Linked DNA regions of Mustela erminea: region 1 is linked to region 2. A link is a contact called in public Hi-C data. All regions are on one chromosome and are shown on one strand. Each heading gives the region's core, a stretch centred on a gene start, on an enhancer-like site or on the middle of the called end of the contact. The rest is flanking DNA. Distances are from core to core; before and after follow the strand shown. Region 1 holds the start of SMIM15 (small integral membrane protein 15). Region 2 holds the start of ZSWIM6 (zinc finger SWIM domain-containing protein 6).

Evidence for each region. Hi-C and Micro-C count contacts between places; a contact is called where the count stands out from the background.
Region 1: a Hi-C map of fibroblasts shows a contact between it and region 2, with 2.2 times the contacts expected there. The contact joins the promoter of SMIM15 here to the promoter of ZSWIM6 in region 2. A contact is called at or near these places in 2 of 3 Hi-C or Micro-C datasets (fibroblasts and spleen).

The regions. Positions count from the first base shown.
Region 1 is chr3:74,436,034-74,440,880 of mMusErm1.Pri, forward strand. SMIM15 (small integral membrane protein 15) reads left to right here and starts at 2,018. Exons shown (of 3, transcript XM_032336166.1): 1 at 2,018-2,105; 2 at 3,320-3,459; 3 at 4,516-4,847. The coding sequence starts at 3,352. The coding sequence ends at 4,752.
Region 2 is chr3:74,278,282-74,283,365 of mMusErm1.Pri, forward strand. ZSWIM6 (zinc finger SWIM domain-containing protein 6) reads right to left here and starts at 3,478. Exons shown (of 14, transcript XM_032336162.1): 1 at 2,779-3,478. The coding sequence starts at 3,439.

The DNA of each region.
Region 1 (4,847 bases), core at 768-3,267, 160 kb after region 2:
ATTCTTAAAGGCATTTGTGAAAGAATAAAATCCAATTGAGGATCTTTTCAAATAAAGAGTAAGACCTTAAGAAAATTGGATATGTTTCCACTAAATTCCTTGTTCTGCTGCCACTTACGAAGCATAAGTTAGAAAAATGGCCAAGCCCAGTCCAACTGACAAAACCTTAAAGCTGAAAGAACACCAGAGATGACCTAGTGTACGTTACACATAAAGAGGAAACAGGCTCAGAGTGACTTACAGTGTATACACATCAGCAGTTTCACAATTCACAAGACTCCTCACTACAGAATATAGTGCACAGTATCTGAACCAATCTTGATACCATCTTTCATGAAGGCAATGCAGGTTGCATGAAGGGGCTCAGCTGTGGCAACCCCTATTACTCCTGGACTTGCAATCTGTTCTGGAACTGAAAACTAGGTCAGTAGTATTAGGCTGTGAAGGCAGGGTCGAGACTATAGCCAAAGAGCTACAGAAGCTTCTTTCTTATGCACCCTTTTTTGCAGCTCACGTCTCCAGTGCATTTAACAAGGGAAGCAGCAGAGTAAACTACGGGGAAGGCAGTAATTGGGTATGTTGTGTATCCATAATTAAATCAAAACACACACACACCTTGGCCTCTGGAGAGAAGGATGTTAAAATACATCCTGACCCCCTCCTGCAGTTACTATTTGAACCAGTTTTTTAGAGCTCACATAGTTCCCTCTAGCAAGTGAAGTTTTCGGTATACACAATCCAGTGACCAAGTCTGCTTTTTCTGGCTACTACAAGTACAGGTTAGGTCCAAGCAGCACAAGCTCTGAAACCATCATCCAAGTTTTCAAACAAGAATGAGTAAGAAAACAACTGCTGCTAATACAACATACAAACATTAACATATGCCCAACGAACAGTATTTTTGATCACTAGATTATTTGCCAAAAGCCTGTTCCCTGGTAAATAGTAGTTACTGTTGTTATATCTAAACTAGTTATGCATGTCACAGCTTGCTCCTCAAAGAGAACATTCTATAGTCTCTCAAGAATAAAAACCTGCTGTATTTGGCACACAAAAGTGAAGAGGTCTTGCAACATTCTCGGAGGTAGTCGAACAGAGCAGTTTGGTGCAAGCAGTCATAAAATTTGGTCACCAACCAAACCAGAGTTAATCTCTCAGTTCCTGCAGATTAGAAGACAATATTAAGCTCATTCTTTCTGCTTGTTGACTTTTGCAGCCCTTTGTGTACTGAAAGAACAAGTATCTCTGGGAATTCTATGCCCAGTTTATTTATCGAGTACTTTGGGCAAGTACGGTTCATTTCGTGTGTGTGTGTGTGTGTGTGTGTGTGTGTGTGTGTGTGAAATGAGTTAGGTTCTCAAACTAAAAACAAACAGCAAAAATCCCCTCTTCACCCAGAACGGTTGCATTTTTTCCTTAGTAATAAGGTTCGGTGGAGCCACCATGGTCCAGCTGCTTCACTGTGGGCAGTACGTGACGCTTTAACTATTGTCCAACCAGAAGATGAAGAGGGGCAAAGGGTGGAGTGTGAACCGGGAGGAGGAACTCGCCAGGTCCTTCAACAGTCTCTCTGGGACCCTCACCTTGACTTCAGGCGGTTTGCGGAGACCAACTCCTTTCTTGCCGCCGCTCTTCAGTCTGTTTCCAGGGGCTACATACATCACCCACCCGGGCCCGCCATCAACGGTCTGGTTCCAGCAGGGCAGGGCAAGGAGCTGTCTCCCGGCTGACATCTGGGGCAGAAGGCCGGCAGGAAGCCGGACTGCCTCCTGGAAACTGAGTCCACCCACGCCTCCTTCGCTGGCCCCTTCGTCCCGGCAGCAGGCGACGGTCTCGGGCTCCCCGCCAGAGGCCAGACGGGGCGCCGCCACACGCCCGGCGTGGCCTCACCTGCCGCTCCCCGGGTAGCCGGGCGCCGCCCTCCCCCGTCCTCCCCGCCCCCCCCCGCCCCCGCGAGTCCCCGAAGCCCAGGTCCCGGGACCCGCTCAGCAATGGCGCAGCCGGAAACTGGCCCCTCGACTTCCTCAGGCCCACTCGGGGCTGAGGCCGGCCTGTGGGCGGGACGGGAAAGCCGCGGCTTCCGCCTTCCTGCTTCCGGCCTGGAGGTGAGTTGGGAGTAGGGGTCTGAACCCAGGGGCCCGGCCGTGGTGTAGGGTGGGCTGCTGGTGACACTTCTGCCCGCGTTCCCGGAGGAAGTGGCCACGGCGCCGGCGGACTGGGCTGGGGCGGGCCCAAGTCCGGATTCCTGGAAACCACCCGCTTTCCGAGCCCCGCACCTCGGGCTATTGCCCGCTGAGGCCGAGGGGTGCTTCAACGTGGCCCCTGGGCAGGCGGCCGGATGGGATAGTAAAGCAGGAATGAGCAAGCGCGAAGCAGGGATGTCCGGGACGTGCGGATCGCGGTGAAGTACTCTCCGGGGCAGCTTCAGGCGCCGGGCAGGTCTGGTTTGGAGATCAAGCGCGGTCCACCCTTTACGGAAAGAAGAGTGATAACTGATTCCTCCGAGTGTGGAGACACGTGCGTTTGGGTCCGAAATTGAAGTGCACGGGAGCTTTGTGGCCTGTGGACGATAACTTTTCTGTGTTAACGGCTAAAACTTAGCCGCAAACCAGGTCCTTCACTCCCGCGTTACTCTTTTTTGCATATTGCCGTAGTTAACTCATTACCGTGCTGGAGAGGCTTGAAGGAACAGATGGGATCTCTGTGTGGGCCTAAGAATTCAAGGGCAGGGGGCGGAGGCTGGACTCTAACAACATACTAGCGGCACTTCAGTGTTTTCAGTTGAAAATAGAAAGAGACCGGTGGAAGGATATTAAAGCCAGTGGTAGTTTCCTTGAGGTAATGGGATTGTGGCTGATCTATATATTGTTCTGGTTTTCTGTAAAGAACACGAATTGTGTAATAGGGAGACCAAAAATCCTTTAAAGAATTAAGTGAGATGTAGAATTTTTAATTACCTAACCTTACAAGTTAACGACTTTTTTAGTATAAAAAGTTAAAAATCTAGAAATGGATTTGCTGTAACTTATCAGTGAATTGTCTTTTTATATGTCCTTGAGCTTCATAATTTTATTTTTGAAGTAACTTAGTGAAATATTTGTAATTACTCCAATAGGATTTTCTTAGAGTGCCTTTGTAATTGTAGTAATGACTTTCTTCAAATTAGGAAGAAATAGGTATTAAATGTCCATAATGTGCCAGGCAGTTTTACATGTCATTTATAGGTTGCAAGTAGACAGTTTTGAAAGTGTTTTAAAGTTATCCTGAAAGTTGTGACTTAAACTTTTTTTCTTTTATCTTTTCTTTTCAACCCACCCAGTATGTAAAATTTAAACCTTGTCTCACGAGTGTATGGTAGAGCTAAAAAAGAAGACGACAAACAAGCAAGGGTCATCTGAAATTGTAATTGGCCCATTAATAATCCCAGGACAAAGTTGGAAAGAAGTACTCAAGCATAAGGTAGATGACTTTAAATCCCAGCTGAAATTGTGGTTGTATGTACACCCATTCCTACCCAAGTATTCTTAATTTTCACCTTTGAGTAGAGGTCGACACAAAACGAAAGGTTGAAAAGCCTCTGAGGCAAAATAGAAAATGTCACTCAGATCCATACTGTCCTTATTTATCAGATTGCCCTCCCATACCAACTCAGTGGAACAAAATGCATGGCACCTGTTATGGTAATTTTGTCATTAAATTATGTCCTCGGGCGCCTGGGTGGCTCAGTGGGTTAAGCCTCTGCCTTTAGCTCAGGTCATGATTTCAGGGTCCTGGGATTGAGTCCCGCATCGGGCTTTCTGCTCAGCAGGAGCCTGCTTCCTTCTCTCTCTCTCTCTGCCTGCCTCTCTGTCTACTTGTGATCTCTGTCAAATAAACAAATAAAATCTTAAAAAAAAAAATTATGTCCTCAAGGAGGAGTCTCCAGAGCCGAAAGAGGGCATAAAATAGCATGTCATTTTTTGCTTGTATCTCTTTGCATGTGAATATGGATATTTCCACGCTTCCCATTCCCCGTCCTTTTCATTCTTAGAAACAGCCCTCCATTACCTTCCTTTCCCCAAGCATTTCATGTACTCTGTGGCTTGTCCTTTTCATACACCAAATTTGATGAATCATACTTTGGTTAATTAGTACTTAATACTAAGTCTGTGTCAAAAAAATAACAGGATTCTGCTGTTTCCTGGAATGAGTGCTTAAGACCAGATTCTTTCAAAAGTCTGTGCTAAATAAAATTTGTCTTGACTGCAAAGAATGCATAGTCCCTGTGACAGATTCCAGATGGTTTTTACTTTTAACTTCTATACCTTAAAATCTTTTAAGTGTTACCCTAGTTTGTTTCTTCTTAACTGGAGGTAACAGTCCATATTAAGATAGTACTAATTGATGGTTTTTAAAAACAAAAAGCTAATCAGTAATAACAATTCTGAGTTAAATAGTTGTATGATGTAACTCTTTGAAAATTTGATTAATCACGAAGTCTTTTCTCTTGTTGCCCCTCTCTTCTCTTTTCCAAAGACGGCTACAAAGATGTTTGATATAAAGGCTTGGGCTGAGTATGTTGTGGAATGGGCTGCAAAGGACCCATATGGCTTCCTTACAACAGTTATCCTGGCCCTTACTCCATTGTTTCTAGCAAGTGCAGTACTGTCCTGGAAATTGGCCAAGATGATTGAGGCCAGGGAAAAGGAGCAAAAGAAGAAACAAAAACGTCAAGAAAATATTGCAAAAGCTAAACGACTAAAAAAGGATTGAAGGAATGAACAAACAGGCTATAGAACCAGAAGAACATAATTTGGAAAATTAATGCAGTGTTGAAAGGACCCACTAAGGTTTCTTTTCTGGTTTTT
Region 2 (5,084 bases), core at 2,228-4,727:
AGTAAATACTTCACCTACAAACAAACTTGCAATTTTGCAATAACAGAACACTGCTTATGGTCCTATCATGGTATCATGTTCTTTCCCATTTCAGGTTCTGAAGCTAGAACAACTTCTACCTCAGTTTGCAAAAATTATAAAATAAGCCTCTTGCGTTAATATACCAATTCAACCCACCAACCAAAGCTAAATTAGATGGTTAATCTAGTCATTCTCTCCATTCCCCTTCCACAACAAAAATCCTGGTCGTAAAGTTTTCTATCTCACAGTGCCAGCTGCCAAGCATTTAACAGCCTTCCATCTAGTAAGCTGACTGGCACAACAAGTAATACAACTTGGAAGTTAAGGAAACTGGCAAAACTCAGAGGGGAAAAAAGAATATTTTCCACAATTTGTACAGCACTTGTTTAGCACGTATGTAAGTGTTTCCAAAAGGGTGGTCAATTCCAACTATGCAAGAACCATCACACTGTTTCACATCAGCCACTGCCAACTCCATTCAGTGGCCTCAGTCCCCCTTCGGGGACTATTCAAAAAGTTACTATTTTCTTTTACAACTCACCCAGGCCTCTTCACTGATGAAAGCAGGCAAAGCCCACGCTGTGTGTCTGTCTCCTAGAGAAGATTGCATCTTTTATTTATCGCCCCTTGGCTTTATTTTCACAGTGAATTCCTGGCTTAAATGTAATCAGCCAAGAAACCCTCCCTATGTGCTCTCCTGTCATTCCTCATTGCTTGCAAGCAGAGTCAAGCACAGAAGGGGGAAAAAAAAATTCAACATTGCCAGCCAAGCCATAAAAATTCCCAAACTCTAGTTTGGTTATACTGAGAAACCATGGATGTGCTTCAATCCGTTTCAACCCAGCAGGAAACAAGGGGGACGTGAGGGTTGGGGAAAGAGGTGTAACTTTAAAGAATGCTAATTAGTTTAGTTTTGTTTTTTTAAGAAGAATGGAGAGCCTCAAAAGTTAAAACCCCTCTAGAAATACGAAAAAGGTACAGAACCTAGAAAAGACTGGGGGCCGCCTTTGGAAATAAATGACCAAACAGAAAATCACGTTCGCAGATTGATCCAGAATTCAAATTAACCACAGAGGATTAAAGAAATCTTCATTCTCTTTTGGGGCCCCTAACCAGACCCCCACTAGACTCCCAAAGAGAAGGATAAAAAGAATGGACTACGGAAAGAAAAGATGAAAAATCAGAGACAGGGATGCTTCCAACCGTCTCCTCATTCATTAGGCACCATGCTCACCGCAATACTATTTAAAGTAGAGAGCAATACGGAAGGGGGGGGGGGACAGAAAATATGTCGTTTACAATCAAGAGAAAAATACGGAAAGAAGGGAGTTTCATAATAGCATTGTTCTTTTCAGTCCAGCCCAAACATCCCCATCCTACGGTTGAAAAAGATAGCTGGCCAAAAAACAACAACAACAACACTGGGGATAGGGAGCGACGACAGGGAAAGCTTTTAAACTCGGTATTTGAGAAAACTCTCATGGTCTGTCAGAGAAAGGAGGGCTGTGCAGCTTTAAATCACAAGTCCTTCTCTCCCCTTTGTCAAACATCTTCTACTTTACAAGCTCTGAAAAGAAATAAAGAGACTCTTTTGTTTGGGTCCTCCCTTTCGGAGGATGACAGAAAACTGAAAAGGGCACAAATAAACCTGAAAATGAGAACAAAGTGCGGGGTCGCGCCCGGCTGCCAGGCGGCCGCGCCTGGAGGGACACTGCGCGGCCGCGGAGCCCCTCCGCCTCGCGCTCCTGCCGCCGCCGGCAGCGAGCGCAAACCCCGTAACTGCTCCGCAGCTCGCCCCGCGCACCGCCACCCGCCACACAGCGCTAACCAAACTCCGGCGGCAGGCGCCCCCCGGGCACCGCCAGACCCGGCAGGAAAGGGAAGCGCCAGCCGCTCCTTCCCGGGCTCGCGCCGGTCGACGCGGGGACGCCCTCGGGGGGAGAGAGGTCTCTGAGAGGGGGTCCGGCCCGCCGCCCCCTCCCTTCCGCGCTGCTCCTAGACAGGGGAGGCGCGGGGAAAAAACAGACATTTAAATCCCGGGGCCGCCGGCGGAGCTCGCCCGGGCCAGACCAGACGCCGCAACGACCCCGGTGAGCGCCGCGGCCGCCAGCCCGTCGGAGCCCCGAGAAGAGCGGCAGCCGAGTGGCATTAAAATGTAGTCCCCACCCCTCCAATAGAGGGGGCGGGGAGGGGGAGAGAGGAGAAAGAAAGAGGAGCGAGCGGCAGACAAGGGAAGAGGGCAGGGAGAGAGCAGAGTGCGGCCCGGCCGCCGGCTCGCCTCCGGCCGGCATTGTCTGTGCGGCCCGCGCCCCCTCCCCCGCCCCGCACGGCCCCGCCACACACACCCTCCGGCCGGAGCCCAGCCGTCAGCCTGCGCCTTTGTCCACAGCCACCCCCCCAAAAGGACGAGCAGCCCTCCGGGACGTGCTCCCCGGGAGGAAGGCGGGGTATGGAGCGGGCCGGGGGCATCCGACAACCCACCCCGCCAACCCGCCGCGGGGCGAGTCCTGCTGATTCATTTCCCACTCGCGCTGGCCCGTCCGGGGAGACGGAGGCAGGGAGGGGCGAGGAGGAAATGGGCGCTCCGCTCGGGAGGACGGTCCCGGCCGGTGAGGGCACCGGGCGGAGGTGCGGACGCGCGGCCGACTGAGGGGCTGCCCGGAGGAGAGGGGTCGGGCGCCCCTCCCCGAGGGACTGACGGACGGATGGACGGATGGACGGACGGACAGACGGCTCCGCGGCTGCCCCGTGACTCACCGACTTGCAGGACGTTGTCGACGCAGCCGCTCTCCAGCAGCGCGATGCCCCGGCGGAAGGGCAGCCGTGTCTCGTCGCCGCCGTCTGCCACCCCGGCAGCACCCACCGACGGGGCTCCGGCCCCGGCGGCGGCGGCGGCGGCGGCGGCAGCGGCGGCGGCGGCCGAGGTGGCGGCCGGCGAGGACGAGGAGCCGCCGCCGCCGCCCGCGCCGCCAGCGCCGCCGCCCGCGCTGCCGGGGCCGCCGCTGTCGTCGCCGGGGCCGCCCGCGGCGCCGCCGCCGGTGTTGAAGGACGAATACATGCAGATCTCCCGCTCGCTGCGGGGAAAGGACCAGTAAACGATGCGGCGCTGAACCGGCTCCGGGATGCGCTCGAAGCGCTCCTCCACGCGCTGGAACGGCCACTTCTCCGCCACCTTGCGCGCCGCGATGTCCAGCAGCGACTCCGGGCTCTGGGTCTTGCCCGGCGGCAGCAGCCCCAGCGCCGCGCCGCCCCCGCACGCCGCCGCAGCCGCACTGCCCGCCCGCTGACCGGGCCGACAGGCAGAGCTATAGCCGCCACCCGCTCCTCCACCGCCACTGCTGCCCCCGCCGCCGCCGCCGCCGCCCGGCCGGCAGCAGAGCCGTTTCGCGGGAGGAGGCTGCTGTCCGCGCTCCGCCATGACCGCGCCGCTTCTAACCCGACAGCGGAAGTGCCGGGACCCTATAAACGGCACAAGGAAGCGCGACACGCAAACGCCGCGGCGACGCCACGCTGCCATCTAGGGCCAGCCGCTCCTTGTACGGGCACAAGAGGCGGGGTCTCCTTCGTGACGTCGTGGTTGAGGCGGGGCACCGATAGGGGGACCTAGGGCCAGGGGCGGGGACTATGCAAATCGCTGAGCTGAAACATAAATAGAGCACTTCGCGGACACGGGGGTAGCGGGGGCGGCGAGGTTGGGTGCTTGGTGGGTTGTGAGAATGTCAGGCCGCTGTGACGCGGGGGGCGGGGCTCAGGCGGGGTTCCCGCGGGAGAGGACGGGCTGCCGGGCCGGGCCTAAGGTGGGTGGGTCTGTGTGCCCCCTGCCAACTCAACTTCCCCCTCCAAGTCTGTGTTTCCCTTTGATGTCCGGCAAGTGAGGACGGACTTCGTGGATCGAAACGCGGAGGGAAGGGGAGATGGAGGGAGATGAACCCGGGGAAGGGTCCGGGCTAAATGGGGGGCGGGGCCCGCGAGCCAATGCCCCACCCCCCCCCCTTCAGAGCCTGGCAGCCTGGGGAAAAGCCTCTGGGCGGAGGAGGCGCTTTCAAAACAAAGAAATGCGGCGTGGAACCTGGGGGACGGGGGTGGAGAGGAAAGCGGAGGAGGTGCGGCCGAGGCAGCCCGGCTGCCCGCTTCCCCTTGAGTCCGCCTAGGGGAACTCCCCCCACCCCCACCCCAGCCGGGACTGAAGCGCGGAGCAAGAGGGAGGAGGCTGTGTTCGGCGGTTGTTTTCCAGTTCACTTTTGCAGACCCGGGTAGGCAAAAGGAGCGCCCGCTCCGCTGTCCCGCGTGTCTGCAGTGCACCCAGCCCCGATTCCCGTGTCCGCTCTGTTCCGGGGGCCTGTGTGGGGGCCGAGCCAGCCAAAGTGTACCAAAAGGCTCAGACTTCACGGAACCTGCCCCGCAGCCGTACGACGCGCGTCCGGAGCTGGCCGCGGCCTCCCCGCCCTAGCGCACCCTCAGCACGGCGGGCGAAGAAACTGGCCCGCCCGCTGGCGCGGAGCAGGGAACTTGAACCGGCTCAAGTCACCCCGCCGCCGCGCCGCGGAGACCCCGCTCCAGGCCCGCGTGCTCCTGCTCAAGGTGGAAGGTGCACCCGGTCAGTGGATTTAGCAAACACACCTTTGTGAGTACACACGCCACGGGCGCGCGCGCGCGCGCTCATACACACACATACACACACCCCACGGGTGCGCGCTCACAACCCAGCCGGGTGCAGACGCCGGGCGCTCGGCGGCGGTCGGCGGCTGCAAACGCGCTCGGGACGCATTTGGGTCGGGCCCGCCACGGCCCCAGACGCCCGGCTGAGGGGAGCCCAGGCGCTCGGGACGCGCGCAGTGCTCTCCGCCGCGCTGGTGGCTCCCGAACGGCCCTTCCTCTCGGGTACAGGAGGCGTGGGGGCGCGGGGGGGCGAGCGAGCGAAGAGCGCAGCTTGCTAGTGCGAGGGCGCTTGGCGAAGGCTAACCGGCGAGTCCCGGGCTGAACCGGGAACCCTGCGGACATTGTTCGCAGGCCACAGAGCTCGGTCCAATCTGTGTCCTAGCCACAGACTTAATTACCACGTT